Regions from separate parts of the Mus musculus genome. Here all the other regions are linked to region 4. The links are chromatin contacts, called in public promoter capture Hi-C maps. All regions are on one chromosome and are shown on one strand. The core of a region is the stretch at or near the end of the contact, and the rest is flanking DNA. Distances in the headings are between cores, read along the strand shown. Region 1 holds the start of Platr27 (pluripotency associated transcript 27). Region 2 overlaps Manbal (mannosidase, beta A, lysosomal-like). Region 3 holds the start of Nnat (neuronatin). Region 4 holds the start of Lbp (lipopolysaccharide binding protein).

What was found. Promoter capture Hi-C pulls out the DNA fragments that hold promoters and counts their contacts.
Region 1: a promoter capture Hi-C map of second pharyngeal arch cranial neural crest shows a contact between it and region 4. The contact joins the promoter of Platr27 here to the promoter of Lbp in region 4. A contact is called at or near these places in 9 of 39 promoter capture datasets (the 3T3-L1 cell line, 3T3-L1-derived adipocytes, the HPC-7 cell line and 5 more), 1 of 484 Hi-C or Micro-C datasets (the G1E-ER4 cell line) and 1 of 115 datasets of contacts at active chromatin or transcription factors (embryonic stem cells).
Region 2: a promoter capture Hi-C map of the SN4741 cell line shows a contact between it and region 4, with 3 times the contacts expected there. The contact joins the enhancer-like site here to the promoter of Lbp in region 4. A contact is called at or near these places in 4 of 39 promoter capture datasets (the 3T3-L1 cell line, the SN4741 cell line, hippocampal neurons and 1 more) and 1 of 115 datasets of contacts at active chromatin or transcription factors (embryonic stem cells).
Region 3: a promoter capture Hi-C map of hippocampal neurons shows a contact between it and region 4, with 4 times the contacts expected there. The contact joins the promoter of Nnat here to the promoter of Lbp in region 4. A contact is called at or near these places in 10 of 39 promoter capture datasets (the 3T3-L1 cell line, the C10 cell line, the HPC-7 cell line and 5 more), 3 of 115 datasets of contacts at active chromatin or transcription factors (embryonic basal ganglia, forebrain and pancreatic cancer cells) and 1 of 9 other capture datasets (adipose tissue).

What each region holds. Positions count from the first base shown.
Region 1 is chr2:157,592,631-157,599,385 of GRCm38.p6, reverse strand. Platr27 (pluripotency associated transcript 27) reads left to right here and starts at 2,066. Exons shown (of 2, transcript NR_166472.1): 1 at 2,066-2,291; 2 at 3,401-3,807.
Region 2 is chr2:157,372,924-157,380,118 of GRCm38.p6, reverse strand. Manbal (mannosidase, beta A, lysosomal-like) reads right to left here. Exons shown (of 3, transcript NM_026968.3): 2 at 865-1,070. The coding sequence starts at 1,014. Among named protein-coding and RNA genes, the nearest start is that of Manbal, 8.9 kb to the right of the region's middle. Within about 2 kb of position 3,593, at least 89 of the 459 cell types and tissues checked have an H3K27ac peak or open chromatin away from gene starts, as enhancers often do. A contact at or near this core is called in the SN4741 cell line and embryonic stem cells, where this site is marked.
Region 3 is chr2:157,558,523-157,566,002 of GRCm38.p6, reverse strand. It overlaps Nnat (neuronatin), which reads right to left and starts at 5,925. Exons shown (of 3, transcript NM_010923.3): 1 at 5,743-5,925; 2 at 4,710-4,790; 3 at 3,478-4,461. The coding sequence starts at 5,814. The coding sequence ends at 4,369. The region is part of intron 1 of Blcap (bladder cancer associated protein); the gene reads left to right.
Region 4 is chr2:158,301,029-158,307,864 of GRCm38.p6, reverse strand. Lbp (lipopolysaccharide binding protein) reads right to left here and starts at 1,372. Exons shown (of 15, transcript NM_008489.2): 1 at 1,072-1,372. The coding sequence starts at 1,195.

The DNA.
Region 1 (6,755 bases), core at 817-3,316, 710 kb after region 4:
ACCAACAGTACCAGGCCCGGCCAAATGGTCTGCCAAAAATGAAGGAAAGAGAAAAATACCTCTAAAAGCTGAGAGAAGTCATAACCACCAGGAGAAAGAGATTAATACATCAATCAGAGCACCTAGGAGGACAAATCTTACTTGTAAGAGTGAACATAGCGATATTTAGACTACGCTGACACTGTAAGCATGGAGCAAAATCCACTATGTGCTTATACAAAGGACAGCTACATTAGCTTGTTAAGAGATTGACAGTATAGAATGAGGTAAATTAAGACATCAAAAGTCAAAATAGGGGACAAGGGCCTGCTCAGAGGTACAACTATTACCCAGCACACAAAAATTACATAAATAAATTTAAATGGGGCAAATGGAGTCTTTTTGTTTGTTTCATTTTTGTGTCTTTTTTTAAATCTGTATGACTAAGGCTAACTTTCTATCCACTTAAAATAACTTGTAACAAGCTGGGCAGGCGTGGTGGCGCACCCCTTTAATCCCAGCACTTGGGAGGCAGAGGCAGGTGGATTTCTGAGTTCGAGGCCAGCCTGGTCTACAGAGTGAGTTCCAGGACGGCCAGAGCTACACAGAGAAACCCTGTCTCAAAAAACCAAAAATAAATAAATAAATAAATAAATAAATAAATAACTTGTAACAAAATGGTTGCTTCTTCAGAAAATTTATTCAAGAAGGAATAGAACCCAGCCCACCATCTCCAGGACACCTGCAGACAAAGCTAGACAAAGATGTTAAAGGAATACAGTTAGCCAGGTGTGGTGGCTCATGCCTGTAACCCCAAGCCCTCTGGGTGGGTCTGTACTTTATTTTTCATTTAGTTTTATTTTGTAAAATATGCTTCAGTGAAGTTGAGTCTCATTTGTTTGTTGTTTGTGATTGGGTCTCACTCTGTAGCTCAAGCAGACATTGGGTCATCCCACCTCAGCCTTGCAACTGCTAGACCCTAGAGACATGAGCCACCATCACTGAATAGGAGTGTGTGTGTGTGTGTGTGTGTGTGTGTGTGTAAGAGAAAGAGAGAATGTGTGTGATAGAGTGTATGTGAGCATGGGTGACTGTGTAGAGTGTGTGTCAGGATGTGAATGTGACTATATGTGTGTGTGTGAATGTGTGTATGAGTGTGTGTGAGAGAGAGAGAGAATGGGGGAGTGTGTGTATGAGTATGTGTGTGTCAGAGTGTGAGTGTATGTGTGTGTGGGGAGAGTGTGTGTACGTGTGTAGAGTGTGTTAGAGTGTGAGTACATATGTGTGGGTGGGTGTGAATGTGTGAGAGTGTGTGTGTGACAGTGTATGTGTGTGTGAGAGAGTTTGAGTGTATGAGTGTGTGAGAGTGTGTGTGTATGAGAGTGTATGTATGTGACCGTGTGTGATTTGCATGTGCATGATGTGTGTATGTAGACATGTAGATGCCTGTGCTATAGTATGTGGAAGTCAGAGGCTAACCCCAGCTGTTGGGACTCACCTTTCACCTTGCTAGTTGATGTGTACCCCAGGTTAGCTGCCTGTGAGCATCTGGGCATTCTCCTATCTCTGCCTCCCATTTCCCTGGAGGCGGAACAGGATCCCACATGCACTGTCGTGGAGACTCAAAATCAAGCCCTTACACTCCTGAGGCATCTCACTCAGCCATCTCCCCAGCTCGGAGGCTGTTTTTGTTTATTGGTAGTATGGAAGAGCCAAGCGCCTCTTGGATACCAGAGAAGCTGTCTACCTCTAAACTACAGCCCCAGCCCTAGAAATTGGTTCTTTTTTTTTTTTTTTTTTTTTTTTTTTTTTTTGGTTTTTTGAGACAGGGTTACTCTGTATAGCCCTGACTATCCTGGAACTCACTCTGTAGACCAGGCCGGCCTCGAACTCAGAAATCCGCCTGCCTCTGCCTCCCGAGTGCTGGGATTAAAGGCGTGCGCCACCTAAAGGTAACAGTAGCAGAGCACTGTGGCAGAAATCTTCCCCTAATGAATAAAGATTTCAAGGGACCAATCACTGGGTGAGTAGTAGGCGGGACTTCTGGGTCGGTGAGAGGAAGAGGGAAGCACGAGAAAGAGACTTCCTTTTGGACAGGAGAGAGTGTGGAGTACACAATGTAGGTAGAAAGAGGTTCCTGGTTTAGGTGGCAGATCCACTGGGATGCACCACCTGGAGGATTTATAATTTGAATAGCTTACAAAATCAGGATGCTAGTTTCTGCACCCAGCGATTGTATTGCCTGTTGATTCTAAACTAAGATTGTGTGGTGTTTTCCTTCATGAGGCGACTCAGCTGGGTTCCAGAGAAAGGTATGGTGGCAGGGCATCCCAGCCTGCCACAGGAATTTGGAAGCATGGGGGGCTGGGGGAGGGGGGTGGCGGCGGCCGGCCATGGGAACTTAGAGAGCCGGGTGGCCTGTCCGCCAGTGCCTTGCCGGCCGTAGCATGGATTGCCTTTTAAATGTAGTTCACGCTACAGATCGTGGTAGTGCATACTTTACATCCGAGCACTTGGCAGGCAGAGGCACGAAGATCTCTGAGTCTGAGGGCAGCCTGGTCTGTGTAGTGAGTTCTAGAGCAGCCAGGACTACGTAGAGAGAAACTGTCTCAAAGCAAATAATAAATAAATGAATAATAAATACAATGTAACAATAAATCCTGCCTGAGGACTATAGCTTTCCTGGTACCAGAAGGCTTCATGCAAGCTTCCAAAGAAGGGAAGCAACCAAGAGCCCTACCCAGCTCTGACACCCATGAACCACACAAGCAGCATGGCACAGTAACTGTAAGGGTGCAATAGTGCCATGCATACTTTGGCAGTAACCAACAGCTCTCTAATTAGACATTAAGATCTTCTCAACGAGAGGGAAATCATGTCTGCTCCTGGACACCTAGCCAGTTACCCAAGACTACTGAAGTCATGGATTTTGAAGAAAAAAACCTATCACCTATAACCACTGCTTTACTAAACAGCATAACCCCTAACTACATCCTTAATATCTATGCTTATTTTCATAAAATAAGCACAGTCCTCACCTCTTACAACAGCAAATTAGTTAAACCACTTTGGTTCCCATTGGGGAAAGCGCTGCACTCACCCAAGAGCGCTCTGGATTCACCAATGAAAGGCACACACACCCCAAGCTAATTTTGATATGCCTTGACTAGCTCAATGGCTGGGCACTTTTTTATGTGTATGGGTAATTTTCTTAAAGATTTATTATTATATCTAAGTACACTGTAACTGTCTTCAGACACTCCAGAAGAGGGCGTCAGATCTCATTACTGATGGTTGTGAGCCACCATGTGGTTGCTGGGATTTGAACTCACGACCTTTGCAAGAGCAGTCAGTGCTCTTAACTGCTGAGCCATCTCTCCAGTTCCCAACAACCTCTTATCAAGGAAGCTTCTCTCTGCAGCAGATGAAGACCATTAAGGGAAACTACAACCCGTGGCTGAAGAGTGGGCAGAAGACTTGAAGAGCCAGAAGAACAGAGGATTTGCCTGTGAGATTGTGTCTCCTAGAAATGTCAGAAGCTGCGGCCATAAGGTCTTCCTAACGCGGCTGCCAACACATGGCCTGAACAAGGACGACGCCAGTAGACATGCTCATGTGGGCAGAGGAAGTGGAGCTTATGGAGCTTCAAAGCTGCAATTACAGGCAGCCAAGGAGTGCTGAGAGTAGGGGAACGTCTTCTCCAAGGAAGAAGCTACATAAGATAGAGAGCTCGTCTCAAAGAAATACATTATTGTTTGTAGACAGGGTTTCACTATGTAGACCAGGCTGCCTGCCTCTGATTCCTGAGATTAAAGGCATGTTTCACTACATCTGGCCAAATATGTATGTATGTGCTTGTGTGTGTGTGTGTGTGTATGTCACAATAAATCTGTGTAATGGAAACTGACCCTGTGGTGGGAAGAAAGATTCATCTCTTGCATTGACCTGTATCCCTGTCCATTCCATACAATTATGTAATTATGTTGTCAATTTCTGTAGGAAAGTCTTGCCTGAGACAGTGCTTAACTTGAAGATTGTTTGGGGAGAAACAATTTGAGTGTTGAGTCATTCAGTCCATAATTATTGGAGGCCTCCTCATTCATTTAGGGCAGCGGTTCTCAACCTTCCTGACGCTGTAACCCTTTAATACAGTTCAAGTTGTGGTGACCCCAACTATAAAATTATTTTGGTGCTGCTTCATAACTATAATTTTGCTACTGTTATGAATTGTAAATATGTCTGATCTGTGACCCCAGTGGGAGCTTGACCCACAGGTTGGGAACCACTGGTTTAGATGTTTAACTTTTCTCGGCTATTATTTTGTGATTTTTTAATATAGATCTTTGCACAGCTTGGATCACTTCCATGCTTCGGCACATGAGGCAATCGAGTTCTCTCTTGCCTCCTGTGGGTCCTGGGAATTGAACTCAGGGCATCAGGCTCTCACAGAAAATGTGTTTGCCCACTAAGCTCTTGATGCCTTTTGATAGACTCACTGTTAGGTAGTTCATGTTCTGCTGTAGCTTTACAAGCAGATTTTAAAAAAAAAATCACGTCCAATCATTATAGTGATTTATTTACTCATTTGGAGATTATTAATGCAATCCTTTCTTTGGAAATAGACAAAAAAAGACAGACATTTCATGGAAAAATTACTAGATGATGGTTGAGTTCATGAGAAGATGTTCCTTGTGCTTCAGGCATTAGGAGGATGCTGGCAAAACCCCAGTGAGATGTTGCCAGGCTGTGTGTCTGCCTTGTTGCTGGGATGCCGGAGCACTGCCTGAAAGCTACTCAGGGGAGGCAGAACACAGTCCATGATAGGCATCCCAGTCCATGTCCTTTCAGGTGAGAAATGGGGAGATCTTTGATGGATGCTGTGATTCTCAATCTCCTGTGTAACAGACTCCACTGGGGACTGAAGGGAGTTAAGAACAGTGGTCTAAGGGTCTGCTCTCCCCCTATACACCAGGCGGGAAGTGGGTAGCTAAGCCCAGGATGGAGCAGAATCCAGTTTGGTTTCAATTCAGTGCCATGAGTATGGAGGGGCTGAAAGAGAGAAGGCCTTCTGCTGAATGTAGCTTTTGCTACCCTCCCTAAGCTCCAGGAACAGGCCATGCTAGCACCCCCCACCCAGCTTCCCTTGAATCCATGGATAAAAGACACACACACAGGTTGTTCATTTTCAACAACCTGTTCATTTTCATTGTCTCTTTTCCTCCAGGGACCCAGAAGTCTCCCCTTACCCCCATGTGGTCCTTAATGGAGATGCCCCTGCTTGTCTGTACTGGCTAGTTTTGTGTCCACTTGACACAGCTGGAGTTATCACAGAGAAAGGAGCTTCAGTTGAGGAAATGCCTCCATGAGATCCAACTCTAAGGCATTTTCTCAATTAGTGATCAAGGGGGAAAGGCCCCTTGTGGGTGGGACCATCTCTGGGCTGGTAGTCTTGGTTCTATAAGAGAGCAGGCTGAGCAAGCCAGGGGAAGCAAGCCAGTAAGGAACATCCCTCCATGGCCTCTGCATCAGCTCCTGCTTCCTGACCTGCTTGAGTTCCAGTCCTGACTTCCTTTGGTGATGAACAGCAATATGGAAGTGTAAGCTGAATAAACCCTTTCCTCCCCAATTTGATTCCTGGTCATGATATTTGTGCAGGAATAGAAACCCTGACTAAGACATTGTCTAAATGGTTTTATTGTTATGGTGGATGAGACTGCATATGCCTTACTCAGGGTGATACTTTTTGTAGGAAGGAGTGCCCTAGGAGGGAAGCCACTATTGGCTAAACATTCAGAGCCAATCTAGATACCTCATTAGCACGGAGAACTCCAGGTTTTTATGCTACATGACTGGTTGTCATGGTCCTCTCAGTGGGGTGTCATGGTTACATGTTCTAGGGCAGGTAGAGCTGGTTCCTTGCCTACCATTCTCAAGTCGGAGATTCCCCAGGGTTTTAAACCTGCTTCAACCTTACTAGTTGTTCTGTCTGGTGGCATGGTCCATTTGCCCCACAAGATGCTGTACAAGGTCAAATGATGCAACTGTACTCACCTACTCACCAGCTAGAAGGTGGAGGCTCTTGTGTCTTAGTACATCAGCTTCCAGGAAAGAGGGAAGAACATGAGGCCTGCCTGAGTGCTGCTTAGCCTTGGACAAGGAAGTTCTGAACAATAAAATCAACAGATGACCACAGCTTTTCAACTTGTTTAAACTCCACCAAGGATGGATTGGAGTGATAGCTTAGAGTTTAAGAGCACTGGCTGCTTTTCCCAAGGACTTGAGTTCAATTCCCATCATTTGCATGGTGGCTCACAATCATGTGTAACTGTAATACCAGGTGTCTTAGTCAGGGTTTCTATTCCTGCACAAATATCATGACCAAGAAACAAGTTGGGGAGGAAAGGGTTTATTCAGCTTACACTTCCATGCTGCTGTTCATCACCAAGGAAGCCAGGACTGGAACTCAAGCAGGTCAGGAAGCAGGAGCTGATGCAGAGGCCATGGAGGGATGTTCTTTACTGGCTTTCCTCTCCTGGCTTGCTCAGCCTGCTCTCTTATAGAACCCAAGACTACCAGCCCAGAGATGGTCCCACCCACAAGGGGCCTTTCCCCCTTGATCACTAATTGAGAAAATGCCTTAGAGTTGGATCTCATGGAGGCATTTCCTCAACTGAAGCTCCTTTCTCTGTGATAACCCCAGCTGTGTCAAGTTGACACAAAACTAGCCAGTACACCAGGGGACTGCATACCCTATCCTGGTCTCTGTAGCACATCGG
Region 2 (7,195 bases), core at 2,344-4,843, 930 kb after region 4:
AATGTTTTGTGGCTGAGTGTGTTGGCACACACTTGCTATTGCAGCATTGGGGGGCTGAAGTGGGAGAAGAGTGAGTTCAAGGACAGTTTGGGCTTCAAAGGAGACCCTATCTCAAGTATCAAAACAAAGAATAAAACCCAGGTCAGTGGAATGGTTCACACCGTAAAGGTGACTGCTGCCAAGACTGACAAACTGAGTTCTATCCCTGGAACCCCCACGGTGGAAGGAGAGAACCAACTCCCCAAAGTTCTCTCTGACTTCCACACAAGCTTACCCCCCCCTCCCTCTCTCTCTCTCTCCCATGAACAAACAAACAAATAAATAAGTGTAACTTAGAAACTAAAACGGGACTAAAGAGATGGCCTAGCAGTTCAGAGTACTTGTTGCTATTGCAGAGGACCTGGGTTCACTCCCCAGCAACCACATGGTGGCTCTCAAAATCACAGATGGCATCTGAACATGCGCAAGCAAAATATTCATACATATAATGTGAAAATGAAAAATATTTAAATTTTTGCTCAAATTTTTATAAGTTGATGTTTATCAAATAGAGGGTGCTCACTGGTTAAGAGTACTCAGTGGGGCTGGTGAGATGGCTCAGTGGGTAAGAGCACCCGACTGCTCTTCCAAAGGTCTGGAGTTCAAATCCCAGCAACCACATGGTGGCTCACAACCATCCATAACGAGATCTGACGCCTTCTTCTGGTGCGTCTGTGACCTCATCCATCAGGTGGTCTTCCAGGAAGCAAGTTAACTTGACAGGGGTCACACAGCCCCTGCCCATCTTGTCTGTGGCGATTCTCCTGCCACAGGAATCCATCCAGCCTGCCATCTAGAAAGCTGAGGTCCCAGGGAAGGACTTACCGCCTCATGGGACTTGGGAATGGGTACGATGATGGCCAGGACACAGATGAGCTGGAAGATGGCTCCCAGGAAGAGTCCATACCGCAGCAGGTTCTCCAGGAAGGTGGGCTCAGGCACCTCGGGAGGTGAGAAGCCCAGGTCGGAGGCCATGGCCCAAGGCACCACTGCCAGGCACCTCGAGATTCACCACTCTCCAGCACCAACTTCTAAGGGAGAGAGTGAATGTCAGGTTTCTCCATGTGATCTTTGAGAGGTCCCACTTGTGTACATGCATATGCTATAGGCACACACACGCAAGATCAGGAAGCAACTTGAGAGAGGCAGAAACATCCTTGAATCTAATTGGAGAATATGTGCACAATAAACCATCCATTCAACTTTGTAAATGTTTGATGTTCTCTGAATATAAAGCCAGTAAAAATAAATAAGCAAATGCAAAAATCTCCCAACGTTCTTATAAAGACCTGCACATCTCTGTATTTTGCTCTGTTTTGCTTGTGAGATAGTGTCTCACTCATCTCAGGCTGGCCTAGAGCTTGCTATTATGCTAGGATGGCCATGAGTTTCTGATCTGCTTCTGCCCTAAGTGTGGGGCTGGAACCCAGGGCCTCACGAATGCTGAGCAAGCACCCTACCAGCTCAGGAACACCGACTACCTGGCTGACTCTGTCTATTCATTCACTTCGTGATGTAACACTTAGGGATACCAAAGGCTGAAGAAAAAGAGACAGGCTAATGCCTGCTCTCAAAGCTCTGCTCCGAATGCAGGCAGACAGCAGACCACAGAGCCAGGCTGCAGGGGGAGAGAAACTGTTCGGGAGACGGTTGATCTCATATGGGGTGGGAGGGGAGACCTCTGTGGATGCCACAGGTCTTATAAAAGTAAACAGAGATGGGAACAGGGCAGAAGTAGAGTGACTCACACTTGTAATCTGAGGGAAGAATATTCTAGATAGAAAGAAAAGCAGACTCCAGGGTGGGAAAGGGACCCACATGGCCAGGAAGGGAAACTGGAAGATGCGGAGATGGGATGGAACATAAACAAACCTTGGAAGACCCAGCCCCGTTTAACTTGACCAAGTAAAAAGTAAAGCAGAGAAAAGCGCTAAGTTCTAAATTGCTCATTGTTGCTGTTATTTTATTTATTTATTTATTTACATTTTGGTTTTTTGTTTTGTTTTCCAAGACAGTCCCTTTAAGCAGCCCTGGCTATCCTGGAACTCAGAGATCTGGCTCCCTTCCTGACTGTGACTCCCACATGATGGCATGCAGATGTGCCTTACCGGACTCTAAACTACAGGTCTGAATGGAGAGACACAGTGATAAGGGAAAGCCCAGCCCATAAGTGGAAAGCTGAGAGATAGGTAACAGGGAGACCAGCCAGCCTCAGCTCACCTCTCCTCTCACCAGCCCTCTCCTAGTCTCTTTTTTAAAGACAAGGTTTCTCTGTGTAGCCCTGGCTATCCCAGAACTTCCTCAGTAGACCAGGCTAGCCTAGATCTGCCTGCTGAGTGCTGGGATTAAAGGCTTTTGCCCCCACCACCTGGCTCCTATTCCACTTTAAAAAAAAAAAAAGATTTATTTTTATTTTATGTGCATTGGTGTTTTGTCTGCATATATGTCTGTCAGATCCCCTGTAAGTGGAGTTATAGACAAGTGTGAGTTGAACCCTGGTCCTCTGGAAGAACAGCCTGTGCTCTTAACTACTAAGGTATCTCTCCAGCCCCATCCTCTTCCACTCTTAAGACCCTGGTGACGCTGGAAGAACTGCCTATGGCTCTCCAAGAATCCTGAGTCCTCCATGAAGCTGCGATCTGTCCAGAGCAGCCTTCCACCCATGCCTGCTGTTCAAAACCCTATTCTAACTCCAAGCCTGAGCACAAGGGTCACCCTCCCCATCAGGCCTTTGTGTCATCCTCCCCCTTTGCCTCTTTATTGAGGCACCTACAAATGGCTTCCTTTTGCCACCCCAACATTAAAGGGACAAATGCACTGTGGTATTGGTTGTCACAGATGTCACAGACTGCCATCCCGTGCACTCCCCAGGGAACTCTGAGCCACACAATGCAGTGCTCATGATCCACATGTGGCCCCAGGTGTGGCTAGTCTGAACTGAATGACAGTTAAATTAATTTAAATACAGACAAATTTCAAGCCTTATTATGAACGAATGTAAACAACCTCATCAACAACGTTTATGTTGATTATATGATGAAGTGGCATGCTGTCAAATTACTAAAACTAATTTAACTTAATTTGAAAAAAAGTTGGAGAACTTATTTCATGTTGTCAAAATTTACTAGAAAACTAAGGTAATCAAAGCAGAGCTACTGACATGAGGACAGACGGACAGACAGACAGACAGAGAGCTCCAAATAAACATTCACAGGCAGGAGAGGACAGACTTTAAACAAGTGCTACCAAGAAACAGTGTCCACACACAAACACAAACCAACTTGTACTTCATACAAAGATTAATTCAAACCGGCCCAAGATCTAAATTTCAGAGTCCAAACTATAAAACCATTAGGACTCTCTTGGGGGAAATCTCTATGGTACTGGGTTTGGCAGTGGTTTCCGGGATGTGACATCAAAGGCACAAGTTACAAAAGAAAGGAGTCAATTAAACTCCACAAAAAGATCAAGACCTTTTGTTCACAGAGGACATTCCTCGGAGAGTGAAAGGCAGCCCAGAGAATGGATGGAGACATTCGTGAGTCATACTGACAGTAAAGGTCTGGCATTCCGATAGACAAAGAACTTCCACGCGGCAACAATATAACAGAGCATGGGTGGAGAGAGGGTTCAGCTGGCTAAGGCACCTGCCACCTCCAAGCCTCACAACCTGAATTTGATCCCTGGGACCGCATGATGGAAGGAAAGATCAGACTCCCGAAAGCTGTCTTCTGACCATCAGGTACATGCCGTAGCGAGTGTTGTGATCATAAAAGGAGAAAGAGCTATAAGAATATGTTCTATCTGGGTGTGGGGGAAGGGGGTGCCCTGGCGGGCCTATGAGGAGGCATCCTCGCCCCCTAAGAGACCAGCCACTGGTATAGAACAGAGTTTATTTAGGGTATGGGGAGGGGAATTAACAGAATAGTAGAGGCAGAGAAAGGCAGAGAGGAGAGAATTAGAGGTTACCATGACCACCTGGAGAGAGGGAGAAAGGGGGTGGGGGGTGGGGGGAGGCAAGCGGGAAGCAAGAGTAGGAGAGAGAGGAGGAGGGGCCAAGCAGCCCCTTTTATAGTGGGCCAGGCCTACCTGGCTCTTGCCAGGTAACTGTGGGGAGGAGCGTACCTGGCTGCTTTTAGGAACTGTGGGGATGTTTAGACTACCAACAGCAAGTGTGCCTCTGACCCCTAAAAATCAGCATAAAAACAAACTAAATAAGTGGGGGGAGGGGCAGTCAGTTCAAGTCTGCAATCCCAGTAGTCAGCTAGAAGATGAGCTCACAGTCAGCCTGTGCTACACAAACTGCCAGTGTGGGCAAAACCAGGAGGGTGAGGTTGGTGACAAGTCTCCGTGGGGCCTGATTTTGATCTTGGATAGACTTGATGGAAGCCCAGAACCAACTGCCCCAAGTTTCTCTCTCTCTCTCTCTCTCTCTCTCTCTCTTTCTCTCTCTCTCTCTCTCTCTCTCTCTCTCTCTCTCTCTCACACACACACACACACACACACACACACAGAGTGGGGTTTAAAATGAAGAAAAAAAAAGTATACCAAGAAGCACAGGTGGGCACCAAGCATCAGTAAAACTGTGGAGAAACTGGAAGCTGTGTGCATTGCTGTCTTAGTTACTGCTCTATTCTGTGAAGACACACCACGACCAAGGCAACTCTCAAAACAAACTATTTAATTGAGGGCCCGCTTACAGGTTCGGACGGCTGGTCCTTGATCATCGCAGCAGCATGCAGACAGGCATGGCATCGAGGCAGTAGCTGCGAGCTTTATTTAGATCCTGACCCACAGTCAGCAGGCAGAGAGTCTGGGCCTAGTGTGGACTTTCAAAACCTCAAAGTCCCCCTCACAGTGCCTCACCTCCTCCAAAGGGGCCACACTTCAAAATCCTTCTCAAACAGTTTGAAAGAGTAATAAACTCAATGCTCCAAGGTATGCTAATCATAAAGCAGATAGCAACATTCCTTCCTCCACCCACCCGCTTCCTGGGTTCAAAGAGTGTTCATTCAAAGAAAGTCACCCTGACCCACCCTGACCACTACTGGAACCCACTATGCAAAGGTGCTATTGCTAGGGGCTCTTAGATTGTTAGGGGCTCTTAGAAACTGTCTTGAGAGATAACCTGACACTTGTGACTTTGTACTTCCTTGTGACTCTTAACTGGTATTTTTGGTATTTTCCAACAACGCCCTTCCCACCTCCTTGAGTTGTGGTTCTTTCCTTTAAATACCCCCTTACTCAGCTACTCGGGGCGCCACAGTCCTCTACCCCTGCGTGGTGTATGACCGTGGGCCCGAGAGCGCTCTTGAATAAAAATCCTCTTGCAATTTGCAGCAAGACCGTTTTCTCGTTGGTGATTTTGGGGTGTCGCCTCTCCTGAGTCAGAATGTGGGGGAGTCCTCACGTTGTGGGTCTTTCAAGTTCACCGACTAGGGACCAGGCTTTCAAACATGAGCCACTCTCCTCCAGACCCCCACAGCTGCTGATGGGGGCATAAGCTGGCAGAGCAGCTGTAGAAACCAGGTAGGATGCGGAGTTCTTGTCTAGGAGTGTGAAGAAGTTCCCGAAGTACTGATAATAGTGATACAAAGTGGCTAATGACACAATTCATTCTTTATTTTAACACAAAACAAAATTTCACTTTTTTTTCTATTTACTATGTATTTGATTTTACTTTTTGACATTGGTTCTCATGTAGCCTATGCTGGCCTTGAACTCCTGATCTTGCTGTCTTCAACTCCAGAACCCTGAGATTACAGGCCTGTACCATCATGCCTGGCTTCCCTGCGTCTTATACTTTAAATGTAACTAACTAAGCATGCATTACTCGGTTCTATGGGTAAGCCCTGTCCACCAGAGACTGTCCATTTCTTTCTTCCATCTTAGCCCTGCTGCTCCTCTACTTTAAATGACTTTCACAACGTGAAAAACACACAAGGGTTACAAGATGGCCAACCATGCAAACAGAGTGGGTCTCACACAAATGTTTTCGTTTTCCTGTTGACCTGGTCCCTCTGGAAGCTCATGTGCTTGGCCAGCAGGATAGCCAGGTCTCACATCAGTTCAGCTGACTCTAGAAGCCTTTCAAAGCAGGAGCCACTCCTCACTCACTGTCCCGCCCCCCATCCTCAGAGCTGGCAGAACTTCCTCCTCCGGAGAAGGAGCTGGCTTCTGGAGAGAGCCCAGTGTGGCTGGTTCCAATACAGTGAGTCAGGTGGGGCATGGGGCTCAAGGATTCCATCTTTGGTCATGCACAAGGTGCGAGGCTTGGAGGCAGGCAGACTGCTTGGAGCAGCTCCTTAGCTGGCTCTGAAGTGAATTCCAAGGCAGCCCAGCCCAGCTCCAGGGTGAGGGGAGCTGACAAGGCTCTCCAGGGCAGCAGCCCTGTGCTAAGGCTGAAGAAAGCGTCACTCCTCCAGTGGCACCTCATAACTTACTGCCCCTGACCAGGCTTCATGCTCAAATCTGTGAAGTCTACTGAGGGCATCGATACTCAGTCTAACGAAGTTATTATGAAGACTGGATACTGTGACAGAAACTTCAGGAGTCAGGACTCTGGGGGAGTGACTATGGGCATCTAGCTACACTGTAGCTTATCTCTTGACTTCTTAGAGAGCTGATGTCACTTTGAGCCCATCAAAAAAGTTCCCAAAGCCATAATATACTTAGGCCTCTTTTCTTCCTTAAGCGGTCATTAGGCCAGCGTATAAAAAGTCATAAAATGGATTATATCCTTTGTGTGAATAACTTACTTCCTAGAATTTAGATTAAGGAAATAATTAAAAAGAAAGGGCCTCCAGGTACAAAAGCAGTCTTGGCAGCACCATTCCTAACATGGGAAGGCAGGAAGTGTGTGGCAGGCAAGGAGCTGGTGCATCACGGGCACCTCGGGACTTCACTGAAAGGACGGCACACCGGGCATATAAACACTGTGGTCAGGCCAGGGAGAGGTCTGGCAATGTGATCCTGAGAAAAAGAAACAACTGTATCACCAGCGTGACTACTGCCCCGTCTAGACCAATGTCACCGGCTAAAGACCAAGGCAGGCACTTGCAGAGGATAGCTGTGAACTGGTGCTATTGTGGTCTGTCATGAAGCTTCCATTCTAGGGAGTGCTTATAGACACACACAGTACAATGGCAAAGCTAAA
Region 3 (7,480 bases), core at 4,676-7,175, 750 kb after region 4:
TCCAAGGTCAGCGCGCTCCCGGGACGGGGCTGGGAGGGGCGGGCGCGACCACCACCTCCTCTGTTCCGGACCTTGGCGAGGGGCTCAGCTTCTGGGAGGCTGGACACTCTTTCCTCGCCACTTCAGTTTCTCTCCCCCCCCCCTTTTTTTTTCTTTTTCTTCCCCCACCCTTATCCGAAGGAGTGTGGGGAGAAAGTAGAAGTGGGCCCCGAACGCTCTCTTTTGTGTCCGGAGTGATAGGGTGACCATCTGCTACGGGTCCCGTGTGCTTCTCACTTCCACCAACTTTTCGTCGAGTCTGGACACCGGTTCCCTCTCCAGTTTGTGGGGAGTGGCACTCAAGGGCAGCAGAAGGAACGGAGTGCCTGGCTGGAAAGGAAGAATGGGGGATGGGGACAGTCGATTTTTTTTTTTTTTTCCTTTCTCTGCCAAACCACCTTTAGGTTTCTTCTAAGTCTCTTGTCTCTTTTTACTTGGGAAACTGGGGCCCGTTCTAGTTTATAGGTTATTTCTGTTTATAGGTTCGGATCTTCTTTGTCCCTTTCAGGGAACTGATATATTGGGGACAGCTCTGCCCTGTCTGACATGGTCCAGCCATCCTGTCAGCCATCTGAACTGCAACACCAAAGCCAGGACCCAAAAAAAGTTCCATTTTATGTGCCCCTGGCAAGCATTAGATTGAGCTGGCTTGTTTCTTTTAAGTCAAGATTCATTAATGGCCAGAGTTCCTGTTTAAAGATTGGATTTCTGGAACCTTGGTCAGTTTCCAGGAACCAGATCAATTCTCGATCTGAAAATGGTCATCTTAAAGTTGTTGACAGAACACTTTAACTTCTTACCTGTTATTTCTAGGGGGATGAGAGTTAGGCTGCCCTTTTTACTTGTTCTCTTTGAAATACACGCATTCCATTCAAGCTTGTGACTGTGTGATTTACCAAGAGCCCTGTATTGCCTTCCTCTCTGTCTTCTGGCTCTGCCCTGGGAATGTTCAGGAATCTGTATCCTGGTGTGGTATGAGCCCTGTGGAGGGAGGGGGACAGGATTATTTCCAGAGAAGATTGTGGCAAACATTGTCTCTCAGGCATATGGAAGAAGTCAGTGGTCACCTGAAAAAAGAGACTTTGGTAAATTAGTCTTATGTTTGTGTATACACATTTAAATCTCCTGGGGAAGATTAGCTGCCAGCTCAGAGGCTCGCCCTTTGGGATGTTGGCTCCTGAAGCGATCCAAGTTTGAAAGTAGATATCTAGTAAGGAGTCAGCAGCGAGCCTGCTTCCTTCAAAACCTCTGTGTAATTAAGCTGTCTTTGGCCAGCCCCAGAGTCAAAGCCAAAAATCTTAATTCCTGTCCTGTCCCTCAGATACATTTCAGTCACAATTCAGTTACTTTACAGATAGACTTAAAAGTCTCCTAGAACCCACATCTCTAAAAGTTTTGGTACTTAGTAACCTCCACCCTACTGAGCTTGAGCTGGTCAGGCCTTCTCTGGCATTAGTGCCTGGAATCTCGTGTGTTGCTAGATTCCCATAAAGCTGTTCCACTTCACCTTCTCCACCTTTGCTCCTCTTTGGAGGTAGCAACCTCTTTAAGAAAAAGGGATATTTAGTTCTGTGTACTAAGGACTTTGCAATAAAGACACATCCCATTGCTTTATGTGAGAATAAAATGTTTTAATGCATAGCTTGTGGAAGCATTGTATAAACAAGGTGGTTTTGTATCAGGCTTGCAGGTTTGACACAAAGAAAGGGCACGAACACATTCCTGCCTCCTCTGGAGGGTTTAGTTTGCTGTCAGGACAAAAGGGTGTGGAGTGGGAGAAGAAAGTGGGTAGTAGACATTCACATTCTCAGGGTCACCAGGGCGCCTTGAAGACTCCACCTACACTCATCACTGCTGGATAATAGATGGAAGAAAAAGGTTTTACCAAGATCATCTGGAAAGCCCTGGAGTTACCAGTAGTAGCCTCCTGGCTTAGGGATGGGCACAGGATATGCTATGACCAGAGTAGCCAGACTCCTTTCTCCCTGGTTTGGCTTTTGTGTACTCAGCTGGCATCTAATTTGGGCTGACGTTAGAACATGGAACAATAGAGTGACATCAGGCCCCCCACTCCAGATCTCCAAGGGGAGAGTCAACCTTCCTTTGGAACCTGTGTTGTATATGTACTCAAGGTTCAATGAGTTTAGTATGGCAAACCACAGAAGTTTCTAACCATAAAGGAGGTAGCCACTGACTGCAGATGAGTAACTACGGGGCAGGCACAGGACCTGACCTGACTTCAGGCCTTAGCAGCAGCTGTATCTACCCTGCTAAGGAAGACCGCGCCTTGGAATGGGTTTCACATCCAAGTCCTGTGGAATCCCGCCTCTCTGATGTGTATGGGGCTCATCTGGACCTTAGTAGGGAACTAAAAGCAACCTGGCTGGGTGGAAAAGCCAAGGCCACACCAAAATCTGTGCTACTTTCCCCCGTAATTCCCTAGTGCTGAATGAGACTATAAAGTCCCTGCAGAAGAGGGAGGTGCCAGTGATTGATTTGAAAATCAGGGTTTCTTGGGGGATCTGCAGGTCAGGGTTCAAGAACTTTGAGGTGCTTTGTGCACCTGAGTGTGTAATGTGATGACCAGGACTAGGAAGTTTGAGGAAATAGCAAGAGAGACTGGTGACCTTCTAACTCATTGGCATAGGAGCAGGTGTGCAGAGACAGGGACGGGTAAAGCCAGAAATGAGGCTTAACAGGTGGCAGGACCATTTGGTGAGGCAGTCAGCTGACACTTGTGAACAGCTCTGGCTAACCAAGAAAGGGAACTAAGGGGCCAGCCCACCCTCCCTGCTGCAATGGGAGGGGAAAAGGCAAGCTATCGATCTGATAAGGCCCTTAGGGATGAACTGAGAAAACTAAGAGAGGGAGTGTCCAGCTGGAGGGTTGGAAAATCAAGACAGGATGGCCAGCCTTAGGGTGATCCTGGGGTCTGGAGCATTAAGCTTGGTGGAGGAGGGGCCAAGCCACACCTCATGCTCATTGTCCCAGCCACCACCCCCTCTTCTTGCCCAGCATTCATTTCCTGGGGCTCCTGGGTAGAGAGATCTGTGGTATAGCTTTATATTCTTAAATTAACCCGTATGACCCTTAGTATTCCATTTAGAGGGCCAGTCCCAGTTATTTTCTCTCCATCTTTCCCAGATAGAAAACCTGCCATGGTACCTTATCTCGGCACCACCAAATAAATTCACCCATCATCGTGGGGAAGGGAAAATGTCCCTTATTCTGGGACAGATGAATTCCACTCTTCTCATTGCGGATGAGAAATAGTCCTTTATCTCAGGACAGATTTAAATGAGGCAGATATGGGCATCTCAGTTTATTCTTGTCTTCTTGTGGTCCCCCTCCCCATTCCAAGTGGTGTGCCCCTCCACAATGAGTACATTGCCCAGCTTTATGGATAATGTGACGCAGTCGCAAAAGAAGCCACAAAAGAACTTTTTGGTGCACCCCCACTGCCCTGCAGGGTCCTAGGACACTACAAGACAGGAGAGGTCCATTTTTTTATTTTTGGTGGAGGTGGTCCCTGTCTCCAGGAGCTTACAATCTAGCTGGGGAGACACTACTAATGCACACTTAAACCAGTACAATTAGCGACTACCACAATATTGACCACAACTGCTGCGTGAGACCAGGGATAAGCAAGATCAGTGAAGGGCCGGGGGTTAGAGAACGTGTTTTGGTAAAGGTGGGATTCAATTACTGGTTGAATATATCCAAATCAAGTGACACATTTTGGGGAGGGCTTTCGAAGGCGGGGGGAAAAGGGGAAATGAGGGAGCAAGGCAGGAATATGTGTGCCATAGGCAAGGGGCAGCAAGGGGGCCCCACTAGTTTTCTTAACCCTCTTCCTCCACCACCCACGCCCTCCACTCCCCCCATGCTGCACACAGTTGACACTTTCTCTTCTGCACCGAGATGTAGGGCTTCAGCTGGTGATGTCAGAATGTCCATTCTGCTGGTTGATGGGCTGTTCGATCTTCATGGTAGGATCTTGTGCGGCTGAGATGGTACTGTTCCGACTTGGTCCAGATCAGAATGTGGTGCCTACGCCCATATCTCGAGGGTTGCTCCCCTCTTCCCCCCTCCTCTCCCACCCGCCGGTAGTGGGACAGGGGCAAAGGGGCTGGGAAGGGAACTGATATCTTCATCATTGTCGGTGCTGCTTTTCTGGGGGCCTACCGGCCCCTCACTGACCTTGGCAAGTGCTCCTCTGACGAGGGAACACAGGGGACCCCCCATTCCTGCGCGGCACTGGCTCCCATGCTGGTCGAGAAGCACAGGAGCACCTGATGACACGGCCGCCCAGGGCTGGGAGCTGGGGCCTCAGTTGGGGGCTCGCTGCCTGCGCTCCCCCAGCACCTGCCGCCCGGTCCGGGACACCGTGTGCGCCAGCTTCTGCAGGGAGTACCTGAACACCTGCGGTGAGAGACCCAGGACCCACCCTTAGAGAAGTACCCATGATCCTGTGTGCTACTGCTGCTACTGCTGCTTGCTGCTGCTGCTTTGCCCGCCCGGCCCCGCCCCCTGCCCCGCCCGCCTGTCCAGCATAGCCTGGAGTGGCGGCCGAGGCACAGCTTGTCCACCAGTCAGGGCAGCTGGAGCTTTTCCAACTGTGCTGAGAGCTGCATGGCTGCAAGCTGATTGGACCCACAACTTAAGTATACCTCACTTCTCGCAATGGGCTGTGTCCCTGGAGGATTTCGAAAAGCGAATCCTACCCAGTAAATGCAGCATTCCAGGAACACCTTGAAGGAAATATGCGATTCCTTTGGCAAAGGATTCCTTTAGCAGGATTCCTGCAAAGGGAGCTCTTGGGGTAGATAGTTTTTTTTTGCACAAAGCGCTTTCTTCCAGTTTGGCTTTAAGAGAAGCACTTTTGCGCGCGATATCGCGCACTCTCTTTTTCCATAAAATGATTTGCCCCTTTCTTTCTTTCTTTCTTTCTTTTTTCTTTTTCTTTCTTTCTTTCTTTTTTTTTTTTTTTTGAAAATGTTCTTTCCCCTTCCGTTTTTGTCCTGCAAGGGGCATTTTTTTCTCTAGTGTGTTTCCAATTCGGTTTTTTTTTTTTTTTTTTTCGTTTCTTTGTTTCTTTTCCAATGCACTTTTATCTAATCCATTTTTCTCCTAGTAAGTGCCTTTGTCTGGCTTATTTTTCCTGCAATGCGCGTTTTCTCTATTTCCTCCCTTTCCCCCTTATTGAGATTCTTTTTGTTATTTTTCCTGAGGAGTGCCATTTTCTAACTTCTTTTTCACCCACCCAAGTGTTATATGTGTGTACATAGTGTATTTAAAAGAAAATTTCCTGCATTGCGCAATTTTTTAAGGTGAAAATTTTCTGTTGTGCGAACTGTAAAGTTTCACAGCACACAAGTGCCCCGCCTCCCTCCTGGGATCGAGCCTGAATATAGCGGGTATTTCTTACCGCGTTGGTCGCGATCGTCCGCAGCGGGCGACCGCCGCACCCCTGAGTCTTTGTTCCCGGCTGGGCGCGGGCGCACTGGGGACAGGGTCTGCGCGAGGATGTGGGCACGGGAACGGGCGGGGACAAATAGTACCACCGCGGCACTTTGGTACACAGGGATTGCGGCAATTGGGATAGGATGGGTTGGGTAGGGGCGGCAATCGCGATATGGATTAAGGGGTCCCGGGGCGCGTTTCGGGTGCCCTCTCCCACCCAAAGCCCGGGTACATACTCACCTGCAGCAGCACGCGGAAGATGTACCAGCCGATGATGAGCAGTTCTGCCGAGGCTGCTGCCACTGCGGCCATGGTTCCGAAAGTGGGTGGGTGGTCGAGAGCAAGGGTTCGCCGAGGTCTACTGGTCTCGGAGTCCGCTGCTGGGCGCAATGCCGCAGCCCCGGTGGCCGTGCCTTAAGTACCCTCTTGCCACCTAAGTGCGCATGCGCGCTTGGGGGATGTTGAGAAGGAGGGGTGATGGGGGGCGCTCCTCATTCGCCAAGAGAGAAAAAAAAATCCCGTCTGTTCTTTCCACACCGACCCCCACCTCCTGAGCCCGCTCTAACACCGTTCCAGAAGATTCTGCTCTGCCCGCTTTTGAAATTCGGTGTAAAATGGAGGGAAGTCGTGGCTCTACAGTGTAGAATGAGGGTAGGGGTGCAAGCCTCTTGGTTCGACACACCCAAGCCTACAAATTCTACATGCCGCGTAACCAGTGCCGCGCCAAAATATACCTTCCATACGGATGGAAAGCCGAAGTTACAGAAGTCTCTCTGAAAGCAAAATGTATACCTTTTTTCTGCATTCCTACTAGTCCGTGAATTTTAAACCCATGCCAGCTGTTTTGTGAGAATCTTTGATCTTTTCTGACTGTTGGTTCCCGCTCTGTCCGGCAGGCGGTAGTGGCTGCGATCCCGAGCTGGACCGGCACTCTTGCTCTTCGTAGCTAAAGCAATTGTATCTACTCTGGGAGGGATGTAGGAAGGATTGGCGTGCTTTGTGTGTGCCAAAGGAGCGAGCTTTATGGAGAAGTAGACCAAATTTTCTGCGGGACAGATACGGACCTCTGTTTTTTGTGCTCCCTTCTCTTAATCCTTAGTAGGTCTGCCTGAGCCAGGGTGGTTCTTTGTATGAGTTCGCTATGCAGCTGGAACACAAAATAGGATTTTGCTACATCCACGTAGGGTTGTGGCTACTGTCTTCTAGTTTCAAAGTAAAGCTTGTGTCCTCTGTTAGCGTTGTCTTATAGATCTTTAGTGAATTGCGATAATGGTAGCAAGACCAAATTGCCATCTGCAAGTAGAAGGTTCCCACGGTCCCAGTGGCTGGAGAAAGTACCTCTCCAGCAAGCCTCCTTGGCACAGAGGCCAAATAGTATTTGCCCCTATTTGGATAGGACATTAATTTTGATTAAATACTTTCATAGACCCATTTCTGTTCAATGTCAGTAAAAGATGGAGGTTTAATGGTCCAACTGAGTTTGGGTATTGTGGTTTTGGTTTTCTTTTTTTAAAAATTTATTTTTCAAAGAAGTTGGCTGGTTTGGGGTAAATGATGCTGAACTATTTGCAAAAGGCAAACAATGGTTCAGGCTGCTTTCTACTGTATCTTCCCATAGCTTGCCAGGATCTGAGGTTCCATTGCCTAGCCTCTCCAGGTCGGCAGTGCACAGATAACTGTTGTAAAATTGGCATACTCCACCACACTCAGTAGCAGCAAGATGTGAGACTAGATACAGAGCCTTTCCTTACCACACGGTGGCACAACACCAAGCCCATGGTGTCCTGTGGCAGCCACAGGGCGGTATTGTGAGGTCTGGGACCTTTGAGGACGGGCTGCAGCCCCAGGAGGCGATACATGATCTCTGCTGGGCAGGGCCCAGGCAAAGCCAGCCCACTGTGGGGACCGTGTCCTCCTGGGATCCCCCAGTAGAAGCCTAGGGAAGACACACCCTAGCAGGCTATCTTTAAGTAATAAT
Region 4 (6,836 bases), core at 123-2,622:
TCTACTTTGCCTCCCCCTGGAAGCCCTCCCTGATTTTCCCTTCTGTCCATAGCCTGTTTTAGATCCCACTATCCCTACTCAACTGAAGCAGTGTTATGACCTCCATTAGATTAGGCAATGGAGGCTCTACCGAAGTGATAGGTCTGGGCTGTACAAACATCCCAGCTCCCTCACCCCTTGGACACGATAATTCTGTGTCACTCTCAGTAGCTTGTTAAATACCTTTTCTTAGTTTGTCAAGTTGGATCAAGCCTGGTGTTGCAGAAATGGAACCCAGGCTACTTTAGGAGGCTGAGGCAGGAGAATCACAAGTTCAAGACCTGCCTTACCTATAGTGTGAGTTCAAAGCTAGCCTGGGTAAGTTAGGGAGTTGCTGTCCAAAATTCAAAAACAAAAAAGAGAAGGTGCAGCTGCGGCCATAGCTCTGTGATGAAGTACCTGCCTAGCATGTGCAATTCCCAGGACAGCAATACATGAACATTTAAAAAGGAAGGGAGGAAGGAAGGAAGGAAGGAAGGAAGGAGGGAGGGAGGGAAGTTGGGAGTGACATGCATAAAGGTACCTAAGGAGTGCTCACCTTGAAGCAATCACTGATCAATAAGTTTTAATGTTTGGTAAGTCACATGACTGCCACTCAGATGCCAAGGGGGCACATCCCATCCCCGTCCGTAGCCTTGCTTGGCCCTCCCAGTCTCTAACTGCCTTCACTTAGGATTTGTGGTTTTAGGTGATGGTTTCAAATTCCACCAAGACTCTTCCAAAGAACTGGTTCCAGCTGCTGTGTGGGGCTGTTTACCTCGGCTGTCTGCCTTCTCTTCCCAGCCTATCTGCCCACTGCTACCTGCTTATCTCTCTTACCTCCTGCTTCAGCTGCTGGACCCCAAACCTTCCCCCCAGCCCTCAAAATACAAGCTATGGGCTGAGGTCACATATCTGGAGAGTGACCAGCCAGATGGCAGCTATTGCCACATACCCGTATAGCAGACTCCCTACCAGAGGGACAATGCCCTTCACATCCAGGCTGTGCCTGGTGTCCCGCCTCCTTGGCCAGCCTATATTATGGCTTCTTACCGTAGGCCAGGCCCTTGTCGGTGATCCTGGCCACCACACCGGGGTTGACACCGCCAGTTCCCTGTATGGACAGGAACAGCAGCCCCAGCAATGTAGAGAGCAGAGGTCCAGTCCCAGCCTTCATCCTGGATGCTCCGTGGGGGAGTGAGGACTGTGACAGAGTGGGCTGGCTCTGGTGTTCTTAACTAGTCAAGGCCCAGGGCTAGGGGGCGGTTCTTGAGGGAGGGCGGGCTCCTGGGAGCAGGAAAGAGAGGCCCAGGGAAAGAGAGGCCCACTGACTGGAACCCTCTTGCGACACCACAGGGGTGGGAGGTGGGGGGTGGGGGAGGGTCATTGTTGTGATCACTGCACAGGTTAGGAGGGCAGGCCTGGTGCCAAGGGGATAAGCCACTCCCATTCTCCCCTGCATGGAGAAGGGGGAAACCCCACACTCTCTGGAGGTTCTGCATTGCCTCTGCCAACCTTCTTGACTCTCTGCTAGGAAGGCCTGGTGTCACAGACAGGAATTTGAGGTTCACTCAGGGTCACAGCCCAGCCCATGAAAGCAGGAAGGAAAAGTAGGATTGTCTTCCCCTGCTCTCCGTTCTTTTAACTGTTTGTTTAAATAGGGACTTCTCCTCCCAACCTTGCAATGGGATAGCTGTCTGAACAGCAGCTTGGCATATCTTTCCAGCACCACGCCAAACCAAACACCACCCGAAAGCTCTCAGAACATCCTGATGCCCCATGACCCTAGCTGGAACTTGCTGTACATAACAGTCCGAGTTCTAATGTGTCAGCTGCCTTGCGCTGCATGACCCGGGCAGAGGAGTGAGCACCGGCTAAGGCGGCAGGGGAGAGGGACGGTGCCTGTCTTCTGAGAGTTGGGCTTGGCCGTGTCACCCTTCCAATTCTGCTTTCTCTTTTACCTTTTGTGAGGATCACGTGTGCCCCGTTTCCCTGCATTCTAGAAAATTCTTCTGTTTCTCTTTTCTTTCTCTCTCTCTCTCTTCCTTCCTTCCTTCCTCTCTCTCTCTCTCTCTCTTTTTTTTTTTTTGAGATGGGGGAGGGGGGTCTTCCTATGTAGCCCAGGTTGGTCTTGAACTCTTGATCCTCTTCAAGCCCTTTCTACTTTCCCAGTGCCAGGATTCTAAATGCAGCTTATGATAAAGATGTTGCCCGATAAGCACTCTAAGGTTTACAGAATAGAGAGCCTCAGGGACCCTCGCACTACACCAGAGCATGCAGTGCCTGTCCTCTTTAGCCTTTCCTCCTGAGTATAAACTAACACAACTCCCCTGAACTGCCCCGAGGGTTGACACGGAAAAGCCCTAAGCATGTAAAGCTAATGCACGCAGGAGGCAGAGGCTCTGTGGAATAATACTAAGGCATGAACAAAGCACCCATGCATGTGAGGCCAAACTGAAGCGCTCCACAGCCAGAAAGTAAGAGGAAAATAAAAGTGACTCACACCCAGGGCCATGAAAACTGCGAGAAATGGGTAGCCTTCCTGCCCACAGTCTAGTCTGTTCTCTCCCTGTGAAACCTCTTTGTGTTGAACATGTTGAAGCTTTGAGGGTTAGAGCTCCCTGGACTATCCAGGTTGCCAGCCCTTGAATAAACCTGAATAAATCTCACCTGCCAGCTCTCATCTCTCAAGGACCAGCTTCCAAGAGGCAGAGGGCAGCATCTGGGTCTGGTTTGGTGACAAAACTGCAGGAATAAGTGGGACTTGCCATTCCTAATGACACTATTGAAGGGCTCTATGCCTTTGGTCAAAGTCAAAATTGTCAAGAAGTTATGGAGGGCTGTCTCTGCTTAGGAGGGAGGATTGTGGGTATTTGTGGCTCAAGATCTAACTGTGTGGTAGAATGAGTTCTCAGCACACACAGGACATGTAACTCTGTAGCTTACTGGGCACTGAGATGTGGTCCTGGAGATTTGTATGTTTGTAGTAAGTAAAGATAATAAAATTCCAAAGCAGAAAACAAGATTTACAGTAGGGATGGGCCTGTGTTTTCAGCTTTTGCCCATAATTTCCAGTAATTTCAAACTTTGTTCCACCCTTGGCTCCGGGAACCCTTCCCTGACCACTCCCGTGTTTTCCTGAGATCCCAGAGTCCCTTGCACATCTTCCCCAGCGTGACATTAACCACATTCTGCTTTGTGGTAACAGAGGTCACTTAGAAACATGCTTGCAGATTCTTCGCTCCTCTTCATCAAAAGTGAAGACTGGGGCTGGAGAGATGGCTCAGTGGTTTAAGAGCACTGGCTGCTCTTCCAGAGGACTAGGGTTCAATTCCCAGCACCCACATGGCAGCTCACAGTCATCTGTTCACACCGGTCCCAGGGGATCCAGTGCCCTCTGCTGGCATCCTCAGATACCACACACAGATGGTGCACAAGACATAATAGATACAGGAAAAATAATTATACATATTAAAACATTTTCAAAAAATTAAAGATGGAGCCTGTTCACTTCCCATGAACTTGGGGTGCCTCAGTAACTTCATCAGACTGAATGGGAAGGGAATAATGATGTGACACGCAGGAAAGACTGGAGGCAGTGGGGTACTGTGTGCATGTGCAGCACAGGTCACCCCACAGGACTGCCTGCTCCATGTACCATGTTGTCCTTGTCACGGGGACAGAGGGTTGTGGAGGCCTTTGTCCCTGGGTCCTCAAGCCTGGTTATTTCCAGGTATGTCTTTTACTGTGTGGCCACAGCTAAGCATTGGTGGGGATTAGAAGGAAGCCGAGTCGGTTGAGGTCATCATATGCCAGACCCTCGTTGGTTAAGCCCATGCTCCTTCCTGTACCTGCTCAGCCCTCTAGGGTGTGTACTTTAATCTCTGATGGGTAACTGATGTAGCACACAGCCACCAGCAAGTCCTATGGGGTTCCATCCCGTACACTGGTCAAGGAAAGCCTGTTTGAGGAGGCACTAGGATAAGAAGACAGGGACAGAGGCTTGGAAGAAGAGCAGAGCTCTCTCTCTCTCTCTCTCTCTCTCTCACACACACACACACACACACACACACACACATACACACACATACATACACACACACGTATGTACGTACGTCTGTCCAGGGTCCCCAGGGAGCCTCTGCTTCCCCTAAACCTGGCCAGAGTTCCTGCTATGTTCAGCTCCTTCTTCATTTCCTTGGGCTGCCTCTTCTCTTCAGGCCTCAGTTCCCTGTGTGAATTGCTGGCATTGAATGGGAGACTCTTCTGGGCTTTGAAGCTTTGAGGGCAGAGAGAGATGGTTTGGAAACTGGAGACTTGGTGGGCGCCTTAGTCAGGGTTTCTATTCCTGCACAAAGCATCATGACCAAGAAGCAAGTTGGGGAGGAAAGGGTTTATTCAGCTTACACTTTCCACATTGCTTTTCATCACCAAAGGAAGTCAAGACTGGAACTCAAGCAGGTCAGGAAGCAGGAGCTGATGCAGAGGCCATGGAGGGATGTTCCTTACTGGCTTGCTTCCCCTGGCTTGCTCAGCTTGTTTTCTTATAGAACCCAGGACTACCAGCCCAGGGATGGTACCACCCACAATGGGCCCTCCTCCCTTGATCAACAACTGAGAAAATGCCTTACAGCTGGATCTCATGGAGGCACTTCCCCAACTGAAGCTCCTTTCTCTGTGCTAACTCCAGCCTGTGTCAAGTTGACACACAAATCCAGCCAGTACCGTGGGGATGGGAATTTGTTTTTCCTATTTCAGATGGTTTGAGGGTGTTCCCAGCCAGGAGCTGTTTGCAGGAATGGGAAATTCCCACAGCAATGACTTTTGGACCTCAGAGCTGCCAGTCAGTGTGCTATTGCTCCAGGTCTGAATTTCCTACCCCACCCACTGATGGCCTTTCTGGCGTAGGTCCCTGATACAGCCCCAAGATTCATCAGAGACATTAGGGAGCAGATGGCCCTGATGCTGGTGCTGGTGCTGATGCTGGTGAGCCCTTGGAGTCTAAGCTCATAAAACTCCACTGCTTTACGACTTCATTGATCGCCTCTTGTGAGATAGGTGAACCTTCCTGAGAGCTATCTCTCAATAAACATGCTTTTATAGTCTTGATTTGACTTGTGTCTTAGTTAGGGTTTCACTGCTGTGTAGAGATATCATGACCAAGGCAACTCTTATAAAAGAAAACATTTAATTGGGGCTGGCTTATAGTTTCAGAGGTTCAGTCCATTATCATGGTAGGAAGCATGGCAGCAGGCAAGCAGACATGGTGCTGGGGGAGCTGAGAGCTGTACATCTTGATCTGAAGGCATCCAGAAGGAGACTGTCTTCTGCAAGCAGCCAAGAGAGGGACACTCTTTCACACTGGGTGAAGCTTGAGCACGTGGATGTCTCAAAGCCTGCCTACACCGTGACACACTTCCTCCAACAAGGACACACCTATTCCAACAAGGACACACCTCCTAATAGTGCCACTTCCCATGGGCCAAGCATATTCAAACCACCACATTTCACTCCCTGACCTCCAATAGGCTTGTTCAAACACATGAGTCTATGGGGGCCATACCTAGCCATAACATAATGCAAAATACATTCAGTTCAACTTCAAAAGTCCCCATAATCTATCACAATTACAATAATGTTTAAAAGCTCAAAGTTCAAAGTCTCTTCTGAGATTCACACAATCTCTTAACTGTTATTCCCTATAAAATAAAGATAAAAAAAGCAGACCACATACTTACAAAACCATAGGATATGCATTACCATTCCAAAACGTCATAGTGAGGAAATACTGGACCAAAGCAAGAGAGAAAACCAGCTGGGCAAACTCCAAACTTTGCATCTCTATGTCTGATGACAGACAGCCTTCAGATCTCCAACTCCTTTCATCTTTGTTGACTGCAACACAGTTCTTTCTTTTGGGCTAGTTCTACTTCTTGTTAGTCGCTTTCCTTGGCAGGTGTACCACAGATCTGTTATCTTTAACATCTTGGGGTCTCCAAGGTAACTTCAACTATACAGCTTCTTGTTCCAATGTCTTGGATCTACACATGATTTTCTGAGATCCTCCAAAGGGCTTGAATCACTTCTCCAGCTCTGCCCTCTGTAGCATTTTGGACTTTGGATAATTCCACTCCACTGCTGTTGCTGTTCTTGGTGATCATCCCATGGTACTGGCATCTCCACTATGCTGAGGTCTTCCACTGCAACTAGGCTTCACCAATAGCCTCTCAGAGGATCTCTTCATGGTTCCAAGACTCAGATTTTTGGCATGACCCCTTTAGTCCTGGGTCATGTAACTGAGGCTGCATCTTCACCAATGGCCTTTCCTGGCCTCTCACAGTACCAAGCCTTAGCTGCTCTCCATGAACCCTTCATGCCTTTAAAACCAGTACCACCTGGGTGACTTTTACATATGACTAAGTATGGCTGCCAGCACAATCTATTTCTGGAACACAGCTTCTTTGTGCTCTCAGAAAACACTTCCCAGAAGATTTCATCTCAGTGATGCTGGTCTCTTCATCTGTATATATATATTAGCTCCAGCTAACCAGAATCAACTTTCTTAGTAACCCATTCTATTCTTGACTCTAAAGTCAGAGTTACATTACCAAAACTGCTGAGTTCTGCTGCTTTCTTAGGCTAGACTATGGTCCCCCAGTTCTATTACATCATCACCAGCTTTCTATTTGCCAATCCCTTCAATGCTTAAGCTTTGCCATCCTGGACATTTCTCTGTAAGCTAACCTTGAACTCAGAGATCTGCATGTCTCTCGTCTCCTGACTGCTGGGATTGGAGGTCTGTACCACCATGCAGGGAC